Regions from separate parts of the Danio rerio genome. Here region 2 is linked to region 1. The links are chromatin contacts, called in public Micro-C maps. All regions are on one chromosome and are shown on one strand. Each heading gives the region's core, a stretch centred on a gene start, on an enhancer-like site or on the middle of the called end of the contact. The rest is flanking DNA. Distances are from core to core; before and after follow the strand shown. Region 1 holds the start of eeig1a (estrogen-induced osteoclastogenesis regulator 1a). Region 2 overlaps eeig1a (estrogen-induced osteoclastogenesis regulator 1a).

Region 1 (4,268 bases), core at 838-3,337:
GCACTTTAGTATCTACTAAAGTAACACCACAAGAGGGTTATGCTGAACTCAAAGCAACAAGTGATATAATTTGCACAATTAAAAAAATATGTTTGTGTTGATATAGTGATACAAGGCATCAGGTGGCAATACCCCAGTACTGAAACTGAAAACCAAACCAAACCATGATATTCATGCAGAAAACACTAATGCTTTTCAGAACTTTTGCAGGCTCACAAACTTATTAAAATACAACAAAGAGTAAGGCATAATAATCAATCTGATTATATTTAAATTATTTCTTTCTGCGCCAAGTAATTAGTGCCTGTGAACCCTTTTATTTTAAACATTTTATCAACCATATTAGCAACCAAAGACAAAGTACAAGATTACTCGCTGTCAACTAAATAGTGCCTGTAAACCCACTTATTTTAAACAGTTTAGCAACCACACTAGCAACCAAAGACAATCAAAGCGCAAGATTATTCACTGTCAATTAAATATTGCCTGTAAACCCATTTTTTAAACATTTTAACAACCTTATTAGCAACCAAAGACAATCAAAGTGCAAGATTATTCACTGACAGGTAAATATTGCCTGTAAACCCATTTTTTAAACATTTTAGCAACCACACTAGCAACCAAAGACAATCAAAGTAAAACATTATTCACTGTCAATTAAATATTGCTTGTAAACCCATTTATTTTAAGCATTTTAACAACCTTATTAGCAACCAAAGACAATCAAAGTACAAGATTATTCACCGTCAATTAAATAGTGCCTGTAAACCCATATTAGCAACCAAAGACAATCAAAGTACAACATTATTCACTGTCAGCTAAATATTGCCTGTAAACCCATTTATTTTAAACATTTTAGCAACCATATTAGCAACCAAAGACAATCAAAGTAAAACATTATTCACTGTCAATTAAATATTGCTTGTAAACCCATTTATTTTAAGCATTTTAACAACCTTATTAGCAACCAAAGACAATCAAAGTACAAGATTATTTACTGACAACTAAATAATGCCTGTAAACCAATTCATTTTAAACATTTTAACAACCTTATTAGCAACCAAAGACAATCAAAGTACAACATTATGCACTGACAACTAAATATTGCCTGTAAACCCATTTATTTTAAACATTTTAGCAACCAAAGACAATCAAAGTAAAACATTATTCCCTCACAACTAAATAATGCCTGTAAACCCATTTTAGCAACCAAAGACAAAGTACAACATTGCTCACAGTCAATTAAATAGTGCCAAATTATAGTTTTGAAGTCAAACTTGCATATTATTGCAGGCCGAATAATCAAAGTATACCATGGTAATCAATATGGTGACCTTGTCACAAGTTGTCACTGAACAAATGTGTGAATATAAACCAACTTTATCTCAATCACTGATCGTAGCCCGTTTAATTAACCACGACTAATTTCATATTCGCCCTTAAGGATGATGAAGATGATGTTTTACCTGGATGATGAAGCAGTGAAGTCTCCTCCATCCAGCAATCTGATTTTGCAGAACAAAACTCCATTGACGAAGGGAACCGCTGTCAGCTCCTCCAGAGTAACATGAGTCTGAAACTTAAACTTCTTCTTCTTCACTAAAAACGCCATAAAGTCGAGCGGGGAAATGTTTAAATTCTCCACAAAAAAATCTGCCGTTAAACTGTAACTGTAGGATGAAAAAAGGGTTTAATCAGGCAACGGAAACTCTCTGTGTGGAATCATCTTGACCTGCAAATAAAACACACATATGAAAACAGATAAGCGGGTTAACAAATTGATAAACCACAACTTTAAATGCATCATTTATGAACTTCAATGTAATAAAGGTGGTTGTTTCTTTGTGGAGTTCTTGTCAGGTCAGTTGAGTTCACTCACCCGCTAACGTTAACAGATGAACGCTTCGGTTTTCCTGGCTAAAACTCGAGCAGATGCAAAATAATCAGGGTTTTGACTCAATAGTAGCTTTAAAACTGGACGTGTGGACTCATTTCCTTCAGTGTTTCTGCCTGGCCCGTGTCTGCCGTGTTTCTGGATGTGATTTTTGTCTTCAGCTCAGTTCACTGAAGGGCTGTTCAGTGTTACTGAAGGGATTAGGAAGCCCCGCCCCCTCCTTTTCTCTCTTTCGCTCTCTCTCTCCCCCTCTCTCTCACACACATACACACGAACTCATTCATTTTCTTGTCAGCTTATTATAAATTATTATTATTAATAATAATTATTATTTTTATTACATTTATAAGTAATAATTGAATAGTAATACATTTAAAAATGTTTGATTAATATGGTAAGGTATAGACAAGCAAAGCACTTTGAGTTCTGAATGAGCCAAATAGGCTCGACACGCCTGTTTCCTGTAGTACAGTGTATTAAATAAATATATAATTAAATAATATTATTAATTAAATGTTTCCATGTATTAAATAAATAAAACTGCCACTTTTCTAATTAAATGTCATAAATGAGCAATATTAATATGGGCTGGAAGGGCATCCGCTGCGTAAAAATGTGCTGGATAAGTTGGCGGTTCATTCCGCTGTGGAGACCCCGGATTAATAAAGGGACTAAACCAGGGGTGTCAAACTCAATTGCTGGAGGGCCGAAGCCCTGCACAGTTTAGTTCAACCCTGCTCCAACACACTTACCTGTAGGTTTCAAACAAGCCTGAAGGACTCGATTAGTTTGATCAGGTGTGTTTAATTAGGGTTGGAACTAAACTGTGCAGAGCTGCGGCCCTTTTGGAACTGAGTTTGACACCTGTGGACTAAGCCGACAGGAAAATGAATGAATGAATGAATGAATAATGAAGGAATTATGTTGTCAGATAAAAAAGGTCGCACTTTGTCTTCCTCTAGTGGCGGTAAAGTAAACTAAAAAACTGAGCATATTCATTTTCATTAGCCTTTTCATTTTGCAGTAATGTAACAACTTTGATTTTTACGAGGCTGTTCAAATTAATTGATCACTAAATCGATTTTAAAGTGATTACTTGACTCGACTTTACTTACCTTTTTAATTAATTCATTCACTTTACTTTAAAAAAAGTGAGTTAACCTATTTAAACCGATTTGCTTACTTTAAAGATTTAGTAAACATTTGCTTTAAACAGTTCTAAATTAATCTGGGTTTGCTCATCAACTTTTTAATAAGTAATTAATCTGGCACTTCTGTGTGGAGTTTGCATGTTCTCGTGTTGGCGTGGGCTTCCTCCATGTGCTCCGGTTTCCCCCACAGTCCAAAGACATGCTGCAGGTGAATTGGGTAGGCTAAATTGTCCATAGTGTAGAAATGTTTGAATGAGTGTGTATGGATGTAAAACATATGCTGGATAAGTTGGCGGTTCATTCCGCTGTGGCGACCCCTGATTAATAAAGGGACTAAGCCAAATAGAAAATGAATGAACGAAAATATCGCTTTTTAGAGTGCAATAAAGCCACTTCATCACAGGAAATGCATGCATGATTTGGTGCAATCAATTACAAACAAATGCTCATACATGTGTGGAGAGTTTCTTTATTTAAGATACTTACGACTAAAAAGTCCTTGTCAAAAGTTAAAGAAACAAACGCCTAAACAAACTCATCCAAGGCCTCATCTGTCCTGCAGGAACTGTTTTCAGCAGGTTTCGGACCCTCATATGGACTTTGCATGCAATGCTTTTGTTCATTTTAGGGTCAAACGCACAAAACAATTGCAAAAATGAAAGTGGCTTTTAGATCAACTAAATATAAAAACAAAACCCAGAGTGTGAACCAAACCTGAACAGAAAAAAAGGTCCAGTAAGAGGATTTTTGCACATTTTGGCCACTTTTTAAATGCTAATAAAAGTCTTGATTTCACTTCATCCCTGAAATGTTCACACATACATGTATAACTCTTCGAGGCACTGCTCTGTACAATAATTTACAGTGTATTTTACGCACACACACACACACACACACACACACACACACACACACACACACATGTTGGTATTGTTGGTTTATGAGGACTCGGACACCCAAAGACATTCTCCTGACTATAAGAAAATTTGCATTGATTGAGAATTAGTTAGCAACTTTGCAAATAGTTGCAATGTAACTTAAAGTCAACAAAATACGTTAAAAAGAGCATCAAATTAAAGTGACGCTGATTTCTGTCCTCATAATCCACACTGCAAAACTGATTTCTAATTTAGAGTCTTTGTATTGTATTTCTATCTATCTGCAAACTCTTAAACCAAGAAGCATTAGAATTCAAAAGTATTGTTTTGTTTTTAAAGACTGAG
Region 2 (4,268 bases), core at 930-3,429, 64 kb before region 1:
CTCCTTTTTTTAAATTGAGGAACTCTGAAAATAGCAACACACTGTATAACCTTTATTTACCTTTTAAAAACACATACAAAAATTAATGTTGGATAATGTTATCTTCTGAGAACTTCCTGACTCGGGAGCTCTACCGGTATGCCGTACATACAGATTAATGAATGTTTAAAGCAGAGGTCACCAAACTTGTTCCTGGAGGGCCGGTGTCCTGCAGATTTTAGCTCCAACCCTAATCAAACACACCTGAACAAGCTAATCAAGGTCTTACTAGGTATACTTAAAACATCCAGCCAGGTGTGTTGAGGCAAGTTGAAGCTAAACCCTGCAGGGACACCGGCCCTCCAGGACCGAGATTGGTGACCACTGGTTTAAAGCAATGCGTTTGCTACTTTTGTACTAATTGTCTGATTAAAAAGTAAAATCACTGTTCATTCAGAGAATCCTCATTTCCCTTTCTTCCATGTGTTCAAAACAATGAGAATTTTCCATTAAAGAAATATAAGGTCCTGCTATCTTCATTTCTGTCTGTTCCTGCGTTCTCTTAGTGAGTGCGGGATTTAATGCAACAACGTTCATTTTAATTCAGCGATTTTTTTAAAGCCAATTAATTAAACTAAAAAGTAACTCGCGTTACGTTTTCAAAAAAATTAACTCAAATATTATAACAGAATTTTTAAATATAACACGTTAATTTACTCGTTAATTAGAAAAGTAATACTATTACGTAACTCATGTTACTTGTAATGTGTTACCCATAACACTGTTCATAATAATTTAACTGTAAAAATTAAAAACCCACCCACAAATTACTAAAACTATAAAATGAACACAGAAAATCTAAAGGTAATACGTATAGACTAATTCAAACAAACAACAAAATATGATAGACTATATCTAAAACAAAAAACAATTCTAATAATATAATCAAATATATAAAATTATACTTAAATAATAATAATAATAATAATAATACTTAAATAATAATAATAATAATAATAATAATAATACTTAAATAATAATAATAAAAATAAAATAATAATAATAATGATGATAATAATAATAATAATAATTTAACAACAACGATAATAATTAAATAATAATAATAATTAAATAAATAATGTAATTGGTAACTTTTTAAAATCATTAAAAAAAAAAGAAAATAACACATAAAACATGCAAACGATACAGACATTACACAAAAACTAATTACTAAAACTTTTAGAAAATTTCAACCAAAATATGAATAAACAAATAATCAAATAGTACATGGAAAAACCAAATTCATAAAAAAATAATAAAACCACCACCATGATCTCTAAATCAAATATCTAAATCACAAATTTAATCATAGTATATTTGGAAAAAATTACTTAAAATACATAAAAAATATAAGAAAAAATAAAAATTAATTTATAAAACGCACAATTAATATTAGGTAACACTTTAAATAAAAAATACATTGAGTTTACTCGACACATGCATATTTATAATGACGTATTTGGTGGTATTAAGGAAATTTTACCATTAATATACAGAGAAACAAATATGTCTGATTATGAAATGCATTAGGCGACGCAATGGCGCAGTAGGTAGTGCTGTCGCCTCACAGCAAGAAGGCCGCTGGTTCGAGCCTCGGCTGGGTCAGTTGGCATTTCTATGTGGAGTTTGCATGTTCTCCCCACGTGGGTTTCCTCCGGGTGCTCCGGTTCCCCCCACAAGTCCAAAGACATGCGGTACAGGTGAATTGGGTAAGCTAAATTGTCTGTGGTGTATGTGTGTGAATGAGAGTGTATGGGTGTTTCCCAGTGATGGGTTGCAGCTGGACGGGCATCCGCTGGATAAAACATATGCTGGATAAGTTGGCGGTTCATTCCGCTCTGGTGACCCCGGATTAATAAAGCCAAAAAGAAAATGAATAAATGAATGAAATGCATTATCTTTACCGGATCCGAGTATGGATGGTCTCTGTTTAGCCATTCGGGGCAGAACCTCAGCAGTTCCTTCTCCTTTACAGTCCAGCTGCAGGGAAGGGTCTTGTCCAGCCACAGAAATACATTTAGCAGTGCTTGGTGGACTAAATAAACAGGGGATGAGTTCACTTTCAGATAATCATTCATTCAGTCTGCGTGTTGTACTGTCATTCACGAGCCTACAGGGGGCGTCAGAGTCTACATTACAGAATAACACAATCAAAGCAAAATACTCACGTTTTAAAACAAGGATCTCCAGATAACAGCGTCATTCCAATGGTCACCTTTATAATAACAGAGAAAACTATTACTTCGAGTTAACTGATCAATCTGTTTTCCTCACTGCTTTAATAATGCTTGCTTAATTCATTCTTCTCAGCTGACTTTTAATATTTTTGTCGAGTGTCAAGAATATTACATAATCATGTGCTGAGAGAAAGCTGAAATGTGCACGTAATCACTTTCATATTTACATCGTTTTCTTTTCTGTGCTAATACTGTATTTTTGAGTATTGTCAGATTTATTTTCACACTTGTTAGCTTTATATAAAAATGTTAAAGTTATTTTTTATACCTTTATTTTAAATTATTCCTAATTATTAAATATTTAGTTATTTTTTTATCTAACATTACTATCCCATTTATTTGCACATGCTGGTTTGATTTTAGAAAAAAAAATCAGAGGATAGCTACTTTATTTGTGTGTATTTAGGTACATTTATCTTGAATTTTGGTTTCCTCTGTTTTTGTCACATTTTTAACTCAAGCTAGCTTTTTTATGTTGTATGTTTATTTGTTTATTTTATCGTCATATTTACTTATTGTATTACTTATTATTAGTTCTCATTTTTATTCATTGAATTAATAATTAATGTCTTGAATTTTTTGTGTACGGTTGCATTCACAAACAATTTAAAATGTTTCTTCACATGATTGTGGTAGTAGTAGTAGTAGTAGTAGTAGCAGTAGACGTTGTTGTATTAGTTGTAGCAAACGCTTTAGTAGTATCAGTAGTGGTAGTCATTGTTGTAGTAGTATCAGTATTAGTAAACATTGTAGTAGTAATAGTCGTGGTTGTGGCTGTAGTAGAAGCAGTATTAGTTGTAATATAAGTAACTTTCTGTATTAGTAGTTGATGTTGCACTTGTGATTTATTATTATTGTCAGTTATTATTACTGTTGTCCTTTCTTTCTTTTTACTTTCATTTTTACTATCATACATTAATAAGCATTGTTGTTACTCCCTAACTCTGACTGGTTTCTTTCAATATCTTTTATTTATATCTGTGACACTTGCTTCATTTATTGACTGTTATTGTTCCTTATGTATGTACTCTGACCTGTCCACCAAATTACCTTTACATGCATACACACACACACACACACACACACACACACACACACACACACGCACACGCACACGCACACGCACACGCACATACCAGTACCTGACTATATTCTTGTTGTTTTTGTTTTGTTGCTTTGTATTTGTTATTTGGTGATGTTTTCTTGTATTTGTATGATCTTTGCATATTCTAATAAAAAAAAATAAAAATGTTTCTTCACCCATTCTGATTATTGGTTTATTTTTAGATTTTTTCATTCTCTTCAACTGTTCCGCCACCAGTTCTAACAGTAATAAAACATATATTATATTAAATATAATTATTCATTCATTCATTTTATTTTCGGCTTAGTCTCTTTATTAATCAGGGGTCGGCACAGTGGAATGAACCGCCAACTTATCCAGCATATGTTTTGAGCAGTGGATGCCCTTCCAGCTGCAACCCAGCACTGGGAAACACCCATACACACTCTTTCACACAGATACACTATGGTCAATTTAGCTTAACCAATTCACCTACAGCGCATGTGTTTGGGGGAAACCGGAGCACCCGGAGGAAACCCACGCCAACACAGGGAGAACATGCAAACTCCACACAGAAATGCCAACTGACCTTCAAGAAGCAACCTTCTTGCTGTGAGGCGACAGTACTAACCACTGAGCCACATTTTTATTCAAATAATTATTAGGTAATGTCTTGAATTGTGGTGTACAGTTCCATTTACAAATATGTTTCTTTCCTATTTCTGATTATTGGTTTGTTTTTACTTTTAATTCGTTTCAACTGTTCTTGCACTTGTTTTAACAGTAATAAAAACATAACTCACTCCGATCATGGGATTTCAGACTTGATCGGAATCGGACATTACCTCCCAATCAGGACTAGAATATATATGAAGAGTTCAGATGCAAAACCCTCTAAATCCATCAGACCTCTTTTCTTGTAAATGAGC

Evidence for each region. A called contact is a pair of places that touch in the nucleus more often than the background predicts.
Region 2: a Micro-C map of caudal fin shows a contact between it and region 1, with 8 times the contacts expected there. The contact joins the enhancer-like site here to the promoter of eeig1a in region 1. A contact is called at or near these places in 3 of 18 Hi-C or Micro-C datasets (caudal fin, hematopoietic stem cells and an unstated tissue) and 2 of 4 datasets of contacts at active chromatin or transcription factors (caudal fin and embryo).

What each region holds. Positions count from the first base shown.
Region 1 is chr8:3,884,936-3,889,203 of GRCz12tu, reverse strand. eeig1a (estrogen-induced osteoclastogenesis regulator 1a) reads right to left here and starts at 2,087. Exons shown (of 12, transcript XM_003199038.7): 1 at 1,880-2,087; 2 at 1,467-1,732. The coding sequence starts at 1,612. It also overlaps a transcript of acaa2 not described here and a transcript of naif1 not described here.
Region 2 is chr8:3,949,217-3,953,484 of GRCz12tu, reverse strand. It overlaps eeig1a (estrogen-induced osteoclastogenesis regulator 1a), which reads right to left. Exons shown (of 12, transcript XM_003199038.7): 6 at 2,208-2,254; 7 at 1,944-2,074. It also overlaps a transcript of acaa2 not described here. Among named protein-coding and RNA genes, the nearest start is that of sh3glb2a, 39 kb to the left of the region's middle. Within about 2 kb of position 2,179, at least 3 of the 62 cell types and tissues checked have an H3K27ac peak or open chromatin away from gene starts, as enhancers often do.